Linked DNA regions of Mus musculus: all the other regions are linked to region 1. A link is a contact called in public promoter capture Hi-C data. All regions are on one chromosome and are shown on one strand. The core of a region is the stretch at or near the end of the contact, and the rest is flanking DNA. Distances in the headings are between cores, read along the strand shown. Region 1 holds the start of Samhd1 (SAM domain and HD domain, 1). Region 2 holds the start of Scand1 (SCAN domain-containing 1). Region 3 holds the start of Rprd1b (regulation of nuclear pre-mRNA domain containing 1B).

The links. Promoter capture Hi-C pulls out the DNA fragments that hold promoters and counts their contacts. Capture Hi-C pulls out chosen DNA fragments and counts their contacts.
Region 2: a contact with region 1 is called in a promoter capture Hi-C map of adipose tissue. The contact joins the promoter of Scand1 here to the promoter of Samhd1 in region 1. A contact is called at or near these places in 8 of 39 promoter capture datasets (the 3T3-L1 cell line, the HPC-7 cell line, cranial neural crest and 4 more), 1 of 115 datasets of contacts at active chromatin or transcription factors (memory CD8 T cells) and 1 of 9 other capture datasets (adipose tissue).
Region 3: a promoter capture Hi-C map of liver shows a contact between it and region 1, with 2.8 times the contacts expected there. The contact joins the promoter of Rprd1b here to the promoter of Samhd1 in region 1. A contact is called at or near these places in 2 of 39 promoter capture datasets (both in liver) and 3 of 115 datasets of contacts at active chromatin or transcription factors (bone marrow-derived macrophages, cardiomyocytes and extraembryonic endoderm stem cells).

What each region holds. Positions count from the first base shown.
Region 1 is chr2:157,133,769-157,136,468 of GRCm38.p6, reverse strand. Samhd1 (SAM domain and HD domain, 1) reads left to right here and starts at 1,373. Exons shown (of 16, transcript NM_018851.4): 1 at 1,373-1,590. The coding sequence starts at 1,380.
Region 2 is chr2:156,311,292-156,313,991 of GRCm38.p6, reverse strand. Scand1 (SCAN domain-containing 1) reads left to right here and starts at 1,288. Exons shown (of 2, transcript NM_020255.3): 1 at 1,288-1,490; 2 at 1,590-2,146. The coding sequence starts at 1,644. The coding sequence ends at 2,072. Cnbd2 (cyclic nucleotide binding domain containing 2) reads right to left here and starts at 1,519. Exons shown (of 13, transcript NM_027585.2): 1 at 1,193-1,519. The coding sequence starts at 1,459.
Region 3 is chr2:158,027,201-158,029,900 of GRCm38.p6, reverse strand. It overlaps Rprd1b (regulation of nuclear pre-mRNA domain containing 1B), which reads right to left and starts at 1,404. Exons shown (of 7, transcript NM_001291134.1): 1 at 856-1,404. The coding sequence starts at 1,006. It overlaps Tti1 (TELO2 interacting protein 1), which reads left to right and starts at 1,467. Exons shown (of 8, transcript NM_029282.2): 1 at 1,467-1,527.

The DNA.
Region 1 (2,700 bases), core at 124-2,623:
ATAGGATCCAATTACAGATGATTGTGAGCCACCATATGGTTGCTGGGAATTGAACTCATGACCTTTGGAAGGACTGTCAGTGCTCTTAACCACTGAGCCATCTCTCCAGCCCTCTCTCCCAGCTTTTATACTTCACTTTCCTACATCTGAAATTCGTTAAATGAATGTTTGTAAAGCCTTTAGAACAGGGCCCTGATCACATCAGCACTGTTTGCTAAGAATATTTTGGTTCATCCGATTTCTAGTTTGTCTGTTGTTTGTTTGTTGCTGGGTAATGAACATCGGGCCTCGAGCTTGTTTTGTTTTTGGTTTTGTTTTTTCGAGACAGGGATTCACTGTGTAGCCCTGGCTGTCCTGGAACTCACTTTGTAGACCAGGCTAGCCTCAAACTCAGAAATCAGCCTGCCTCTGCCTCCCAAATGCTGGGATTAAAGGCGTGCGCCACCACACCCGGCTCTCAAGCTTGTATTTTATGCCTAAGCATCACTTACAGCTGTCGGGCTCACCACTAAACATCTCATTTGTACTGCCTGACGTTAAAATACCTAGATGTGTATGTGTCTTGGTTTCTGAAGAGGTGTCGTAAATTAGTGGTCGTTGTACTAGTAATGGGTGGATAAAGATTTATGGGGAAGTTTGGGGTCTGTCCCAAAATGGCTTAACGCCAAAAAAAAAAAAAAAAAAAAAAAAAAAAAAGAAAGCCTGCTATTTGGACACTGACTAGTAATTAGTAAAAATACTGTCTATTTGGAAATAATAGGGCGGTCTGCTGCCAACTAACTGTGAATGTGGAATCTAACAGGACAGTCCGACAACCAGCTGGCAATCACTTCAGGGTTTTCCAGTTGGGCCAGTCCCTTGTTTTCTGCTCTGGGATAGGAGTGGCAGCTTTGTTGCCTTATAGGGTTTTTTTGTTTTTTGTTTTTAATTTTATTTTAACAAGTTTACAGCTTGGGGTGTTTGAAACCTGGCAAAACGTATTTGTTTCAGGAAGATACCTGCAGTTCACCAGAAGACCTTTTTAATCTGGAGCGTGGTGAACCTTCCTTAGCCCCAGATGCCCTCTTTGGCCTTGTCCTCACTAAAGTCTCCACTCTTAACCACAACTCAGTTTTGCTTTTCTAATAACACCACCCTTTCGGAGAAACACAAGGGCGGAGTTGAGGGCGATCGCGTAGGCATTGCGCTTGCGCAATGGGCCGGGCGCGAGCGCCCCGGGGAGGCCACGCTCCCAGGGCTGATGTCCGGGGCGCCTGCGCAGTAGGCCTGGAGGCTGGCAAAACTGAATGGACTCACTTTTGGGGTGTGGTGTCAGTGCGGCTGCGCGCGAGCCGGTGCCGCGGTACTTAACTTCGCAGCCCCGGGTGTCGGAGGTAGCCATGCAGAGCGCACCCTTGGAGCAGCCAGCTAAGCGACCCCGCTGCGATGGCAGCCCAAGGACGCCACCGAGCACTCCTCCTGCAACAGCTAATCTGTCTGCAGACGACGACTTCCAAAACACCGACCTCCGAACCTGGGAACCGGAGGACGTGTGCTCCTTCTTAGAGAATCGTGGTTTCCGAGAGAAGAAAGTGCTGGACATCTTCAGAGGTAGCGGGCCTGAGGGACGAAGGATGGCCACCGTGGGGCCGAGCAGGGAGAGTCCACATGGGAGGCATCCTAAGGGGGAGGTCTCTGGGGGAAGCGGCTGGCGGGAACCCGCCGCTGGAGAAGGAGGCGCCCTGTCGGGATGCGAACACACGGGCTACCCGAGGTGGGCACAGGTGAAGTGCAAGCCCATCGGTTCACTCTGGGCGGCGAACCTAGTAGAGGCCCAGGGAGGTTTGGTAGAAGGGTCTTTTCGGGAACTTGTCACTTCTGCCAGGAGCGATCCCCGCCCTTCTTAGAAGATTTTACCCCAGACCTCCGGCTGTGGCTTGCGGTCTTTCAGGCTCACCTGGCTTGGGAGACCCTTTTGTGCTAACCGCAGCTCCCGGAACACTTGGCCCCATGAGAGATTTTGAGCGCTTTTAAGTTTAACTCTGAAGCTGGTCCCGGAATTTGGGGTTTTCCTTAAAGGGGAGGGAAGGTGCTTAATCTCTGGATTCTCACTGACTATCATAATAGCCTAGTAGGGTTCAGTATGTGCTCATTGTATTTGCAGAGTGCTACTAAGGGAATTTCTCTTCCAACATAAGAGCAAGTTATTCACTGAAACCCCAACATTCCACAACTTGGCCACTCAAGAATTTTAAGAATTTTAAGGGATGCTTCTGGTTCTTGGTCTTGCTCCCGTCAACACTTTGAATCTGCTCAACTTTTTTTTTTTTTTTTTTTTTTTTTTTTCTTGGTTGGTGGCTGTGAAGCTTAACCCCTTGCATGATCGATCCCCGGAGGTGTTCGCTTGGAAAGTGGCCCCTCCGTGGTTATGATTTTCAAATTCAGTGAACTTTACTTCTTGTGGGGTGGAGCCCCTTGTGCCTAACTGAAGGACTGACTTTAAGAAAGCTTTAAAAGGGGTTGCGGATTTAGCTCAGTGGTAGAGTGCTTAGCAAGCGCAAGGCCCTGGGTGCGGTCCTCAGCTCTGGGGGAAAAAAAAAAAAGAAAGAAAGCTTAAAAATAGGAACTCACGTTTCTCTTTTTCTCTCCCTCTACAGAAGAGTAACTTTGGGGGTGGGGGTGGGGTAAGACAGGGCCTGTCTTATGTAGTCTCTATAGACC
Region 2 (2,700 bases), core at 39-2,538, 820 kb after region 1:
CTCACAATGCTTGGGTACCACGCTCATCTCATCCCATCATCCCAAGCATCCTTACCAACCGCTCCATCTCCCTAGCTCTGAAAGCTCTGTCTTTTCCAGAGCTTGATTTACTCCACCTGACAACTGTGAGGCAGGCACTATTTATTGCTGGGGGTGTTAAAGCAAAGAAAAGATGTTTCCTGACACCTGATTCCGACACTCTAGACAGCAGCTAGTCAACAAAGATATACTATAAACTGTATGTGTAATTTAAAAATTTCAAAGTAGTTGTATTTTAAAAGTAAAAAGACACAGGTAAAATTTAATAATATAGTTTATTTGACCCCCATATATACAAAATTACATAACATACTCAAATATGTAATAAATACAAAATATTTTTCTTTTCCTACAGACACATGCGTAATTCTACATTTTAATACATCTCAATTTCGGGGTATTTACCTTTCAAAGATTCAGTAAATACAAGAAGCTAATGGCCACCATCTGGGACATCGTTAATTACAGTTTACTTATTAAACTTTTTTCAAAGATGTATTTACTTATTTTATGTATTCACCGCTGTTCTTTTCAGACACACCAGAAGAGGGCATCAGAGCCCATTGTAGATGTAAGCCACCATGTGGTTGCTGGGAATTGAACTCAGGACCTCTGGAAGAGGAGTCAGTGCTCTTAACTACTGAGCCATCTCTCCAGCCCCCCACTTATTAATCTTAAAGTTAAAGTAGTACCCACTGAATCTCTTTCTCTTGGTTTTCGAGGACAAGCAAAAACAATGACAAAGAAGCCCTGAGCACTTGTTTGGGGGCAGGAAAGTCTGAAGACTCTTGCCCAAATACTTTGTCCTTCTCAAAATAAAGTGAAATCAATTGCACCTATGCAGGCGACAGTATATGTGTGTGTGTGTGTGTGTGTGTGTGTGTGTGTGTGTGTGTGTGTGTGTGTGTTTAATGAGATTCTCAGCTCAATTTATAGCTCAGGAGGTGTCCTTTAGCTCTAGGATTACGGGCTTGAGAGATCTTTTTAAAAGTAATTGGAGCCCCTGTCCCGCTGTCCCACCCAGGGCATCCGCCCAAGCTCCGACAATCCCCTAGCCAACCATCACCCTCCTTTACCCAGGACTGTCAGCGCTACCCCCAGATCCTGCCTGGTCAAGTAGGGACCAGCATCTACCCTAGGAGGCGCAGGTCACCTGCACGCCAGGGCGGTCCTTCGGTTGGGGTGTCTCCGCCTTTATCTCCTTAATCGAGGCCGGACTCTCCTTGTCTTCCTCTGATCTGGAATCCGATCCCGACTCAGATTTCGACTCTGTCGTGTCCGACTTGTCCGCCGGCTCCAATGGGGACCTTGCAGTGCCGCCATCCTTAGTGTCAGTAGAGCTGATGTCTACGGACTTCCCCAGATCAAACTTCACGTGACTGGTAGAGGAGGCGGCTTCCGGATTCGCGGATCGGTTCATTTCCGGCCACCGAGGAGCTTCGCGGGTCGAGGTAAGCTGGGCTTGCCCGCAGCCTGTCCTGAGTCCGCGTCCCGCTGGGGTGCCCGGGCCCTGCCCTTCAGCGGCCCTCTGTTACCTCCTTCCGGTGCAGACGCAGGCGAGGCGCCGGACTGCGAAACAAAGGGGGACGCCAACAGCCGTAGTCATGGCGGCGCCGCAGCCCAGCCAGGACCCCCAAAGCCCCGCGGCGCCTCCCGAGCAGCAGGAAGGAGCCGGCGACTGTGCGGCCCCGTCGCCCGATTCCGGGAGCTCCCCGGCCCCGGAGCTCCCCGGCGCGCCCGCAGCTTTGAACACGGCGCCCTACGCTGACGCCGCCCTGCGGCCCGGAGCCTCTCGGCCCGGCCCCGAGACCTTTCGCCAGCGCTTCCGGCAGTTTCGCTACCAGGACGCGGCCGGGCCCCGGGAAGCCTTCCGGCAGCTGCGGGAGCTGTCCCGCCAGTGGCTGCGGCCGGACATCCGCACCAAGGAGCAGATCGTGGAGATGCTGGTGCAGGAGCAGCTGCAGGCCATTCTACCGGAGGCGGCCCGGGCTCGGCGGCTGCGGCGCCGCGCGGACGTGCGCATCACCGGCTGAGCGGCGGAGCCTGGGGCTCCCTGGACTGACACCCTACCCCTGAGTTAATAAAAGTTGAATTTTGACAGCTCCCATGTCTGCTGTGTCTTGCGTTCGTTCTTTATTTATTGGGTTTATTTTACGAACTTGTTGCCCACCTTTCCAGCTGATAGCTAGAGGATTCTGGGAACCTGTAAGATTAAGGCTTTTGATTAGCTATTCCTGGACCACTGCATTTGCGCGAAGCTGTGCCCTTAGGCAGGAAATCTACCTAGATCTAGACCACATTCAGTTTTTCTAAACCTGCATGAGTTTTGTTTTGCAAAAGGCCATGTTAATGAGGTTTCAGTTTTCTAGCCTTCTATTCTCCCCTCTGCCTCACACTATCTAGTATCCGAGCTTCAGCAGATGGCAGTACACAGCGGTTTCGAAGCTGAGCAGTAAAATAACTGGCCCTATTAAATGCTTTATTTAGTTGGTTGTTGTGACTCATACTTTAAACCTCAGCACTCAGGAAGCAGAGGCAGGAGGGTCTCTGAGGCCAGCCTGGTTTTTACATAGTGTGTTCCAGCCAGGGCTATGTAGACCCTCTCAAAAACAAACTCAAGCAACAGAACTGATATTGCCAAGGAAAGCGAACTCTCGTTTC
Region 3 (2,700 bases), core at 155-2,654, 890 kb before region 1:
GCCAGCCTGGTCTACATAGGGAGATCCAGACCTGTAAAGGCTAAAGGTTCTGTCCCAAAGCAAAAACAAAAGCAACCCGCATAAAGATAGCAGCACATAATAAAGCCACAATAACATAAACTACCATCATCTCCATTTTCTATATAAGGAATAAAGGACATAGAGGTTAAACTGTTGGGTTCAGTGACAGATAGACTTAACTTCCAGACAGTAGCCAGAAACAACTTGCATCCAACACCGGGCCTGGCAAGAAACAGGTAGCGCTCGGGGAATATCGTGAGAGTCTGAATTTAGTGGCAAGGGCAGAAGGCTACCCAATTTACCATCCTGTTCTCAAGTCTATGGATAGTAACTAACACGGAGTCAAGGCTTTGGAAGTACAGGTAAGTTTGTATCCGTTTTACAGATTAGAATACACCGGCACAAGGATATGAAGAAACGTTCCCAGGATCACTTAGCTAGAACACGTTTGCACCAGGTCTTAATGTGGGCAGTCTGACCAGAGACGGCTGGATCGTATTCCAATTGCCCAACACGGGGCTCCCAGCTCCAAACACAGCCACGATTTAAAACAAAAACAAAAACAACTGTCGTAAGGTGTGAGGGGGAAGCCTGATGAGGGAAGGAGCTGAGTAACTTCAAGTCTGGGCATTTGCGCCCTTGGAACTTCAGACGAATCTCCCATACCTTACCGGGCCTCAGTTTCCCTCTCCAAGTCATAAAATAACACCGTTTCCAACCTCAGACCCTCCATCAGAGCCCCAGGCCTGCAAAACAAGGCTTAAGAAGCCACAGGGCTGCGGGAGAGTGGATGAGGGAACACAGCCATGGGAGAGCCGGGGTGCGGGTGATCACCTTTGCGGAGCTCGCGGTGCCACACGGAGACGATGGGTCCTGCGTGCTTGCGGTGGTGGATGAGCCACAGGGAGAGGGTCTGCACGCTCTGCTGAGAGTTGCTCAGCTCTGAGAGCTTCTTTTCCAGCGCCGATTCTGAGAAGGAGGACATGGTGGCGGTGGTGGGGAGCAGCCCGGGCCGCCCGATGAGACGGGGAAAGCGACCGCACTCGGCCCAGGCCTCCGCTGACAGGCTGCAGGGCTCTCCGCCGACTGACAGACAGCTCGGGGTACCAGGTGGGGGGAGGGGACAGGTCTCCGCAGTAACAGCCGCCCGCGCCGCCGCCACAAGATGGCCACCCGACCTCTCACCCCGCCGCCACGGGGGTCAAAGGGCAAGGGCCACAGCCGGGCGCCGAGAGGCTTCGGAGCCGGAGGAAAACGATCCTTAGGAGGCGGCAGTATCCTTGGTCCCTGACTTCTAGCCGGCCAGGCCGAGGGAACAAATCCAGGTCCTCGAACACCGAAAATGCGCTTTAACCGCTCGCGCCCGCGCGCCGGCGCAGTGAGCCTCACCGGAACCCTTTTTCCCGCTCCGCAGAACCTTTCTGGCGCGGCGCGACGCACTACTTAGTCGTCATTTCCGCCTAGGGTGCAGGAGGCGGGAGAGTGAGGGAAAGACTGGAAGACGAGGTAAGAGTGGCGGGAGTGTAAGGGAGCCCAGCCGCTTAGGAGCGTCCAGAAACGAATCCTTAGGACACACTGAGGCAGGAAGCGCGGGAGCTGGGTGTGGGAAGGGCCGCGTCGCTTTGGTGGCTGGCCTAGGCCACACCTCCCTCCGTGCCTGGGCCCCTCTCCCCAGCGCTCCTCTAGTTCCTTTAAAGACACGAACTCTTGGCAGGGCTCCCCACTTTGGTTCCTGTTCTGACTTCCGAAGTGATACCCCTTTTCTCACCTGGTGGAACTGCGCCGTCTACTGACCTCTACTGAGTCTGGCCCCACACACACACAACTTTTTTTTTGGAGGGGTGTGATGGCTCCAAGTGCTTGCTATGCAAGAATGAGGATTTGTGTTCCCATCATTAAAAAGCCCAAGTTGGTGGGCCAGGTCTGTAACTTCAGTGTTCTGGGGCTGAGACAGGAAGATCGCCGGAGCTTGCTAGATGCCTGCTTAACTCCAGGTTCAGTGAAAGACTCAGTCTCAAAAGAATAAGCTGGAGAGTGATTGAGCGGGACACCTGACGTCCTCTGTGCGTGCACCCCCCCCCCAACACACATACCTACAACTCCCTGACGTTGTTGAACTTATTAGATGTGAGTCCCCTCCCAGCCTAAAAGACATTCCTATAGTTGATGCCTGGTTTTCTTAACTTCTCTGTCCCTAATATACATGCTTTGACCCTTCTTCACCTGGAGTGCATCATGATCATAGCTAGTGTAGTTGAGAAGTTTCTATGTGCTAGACACTTTTCAAAGCTATGAGGTAAGTGTTATCGTCTCACGGTTTAACAACTGAGGAAACAGGTTACAGAGGTGTGGTGATCACATAAGTTTCAAGCTCACAGAGCTAAGATCTGAATGAAGAGAGTGTATCTAAGTGTGTCCCAGCATCTGGAATCAAAGCTGAATTCATAGCTGATTGAATTAACGCACAAGTCAACACCTTATAATGATATAGGGAGGCAGAGGCAGGTGGTTCTCCTGAGGGTTCCAGGCCAGCTTGGTCTGTGCAGTAAATTCCAGACCAGCTTTTAAGACCCCACCTTACAAAAAAGCTCGGGCTTTTGAGACCTCATCTAAATAGTTGCTGAGTACTGAGTAACTCATGTTCTGAGTACCCTTTGTACTAAGTCTATGTATCCAGAT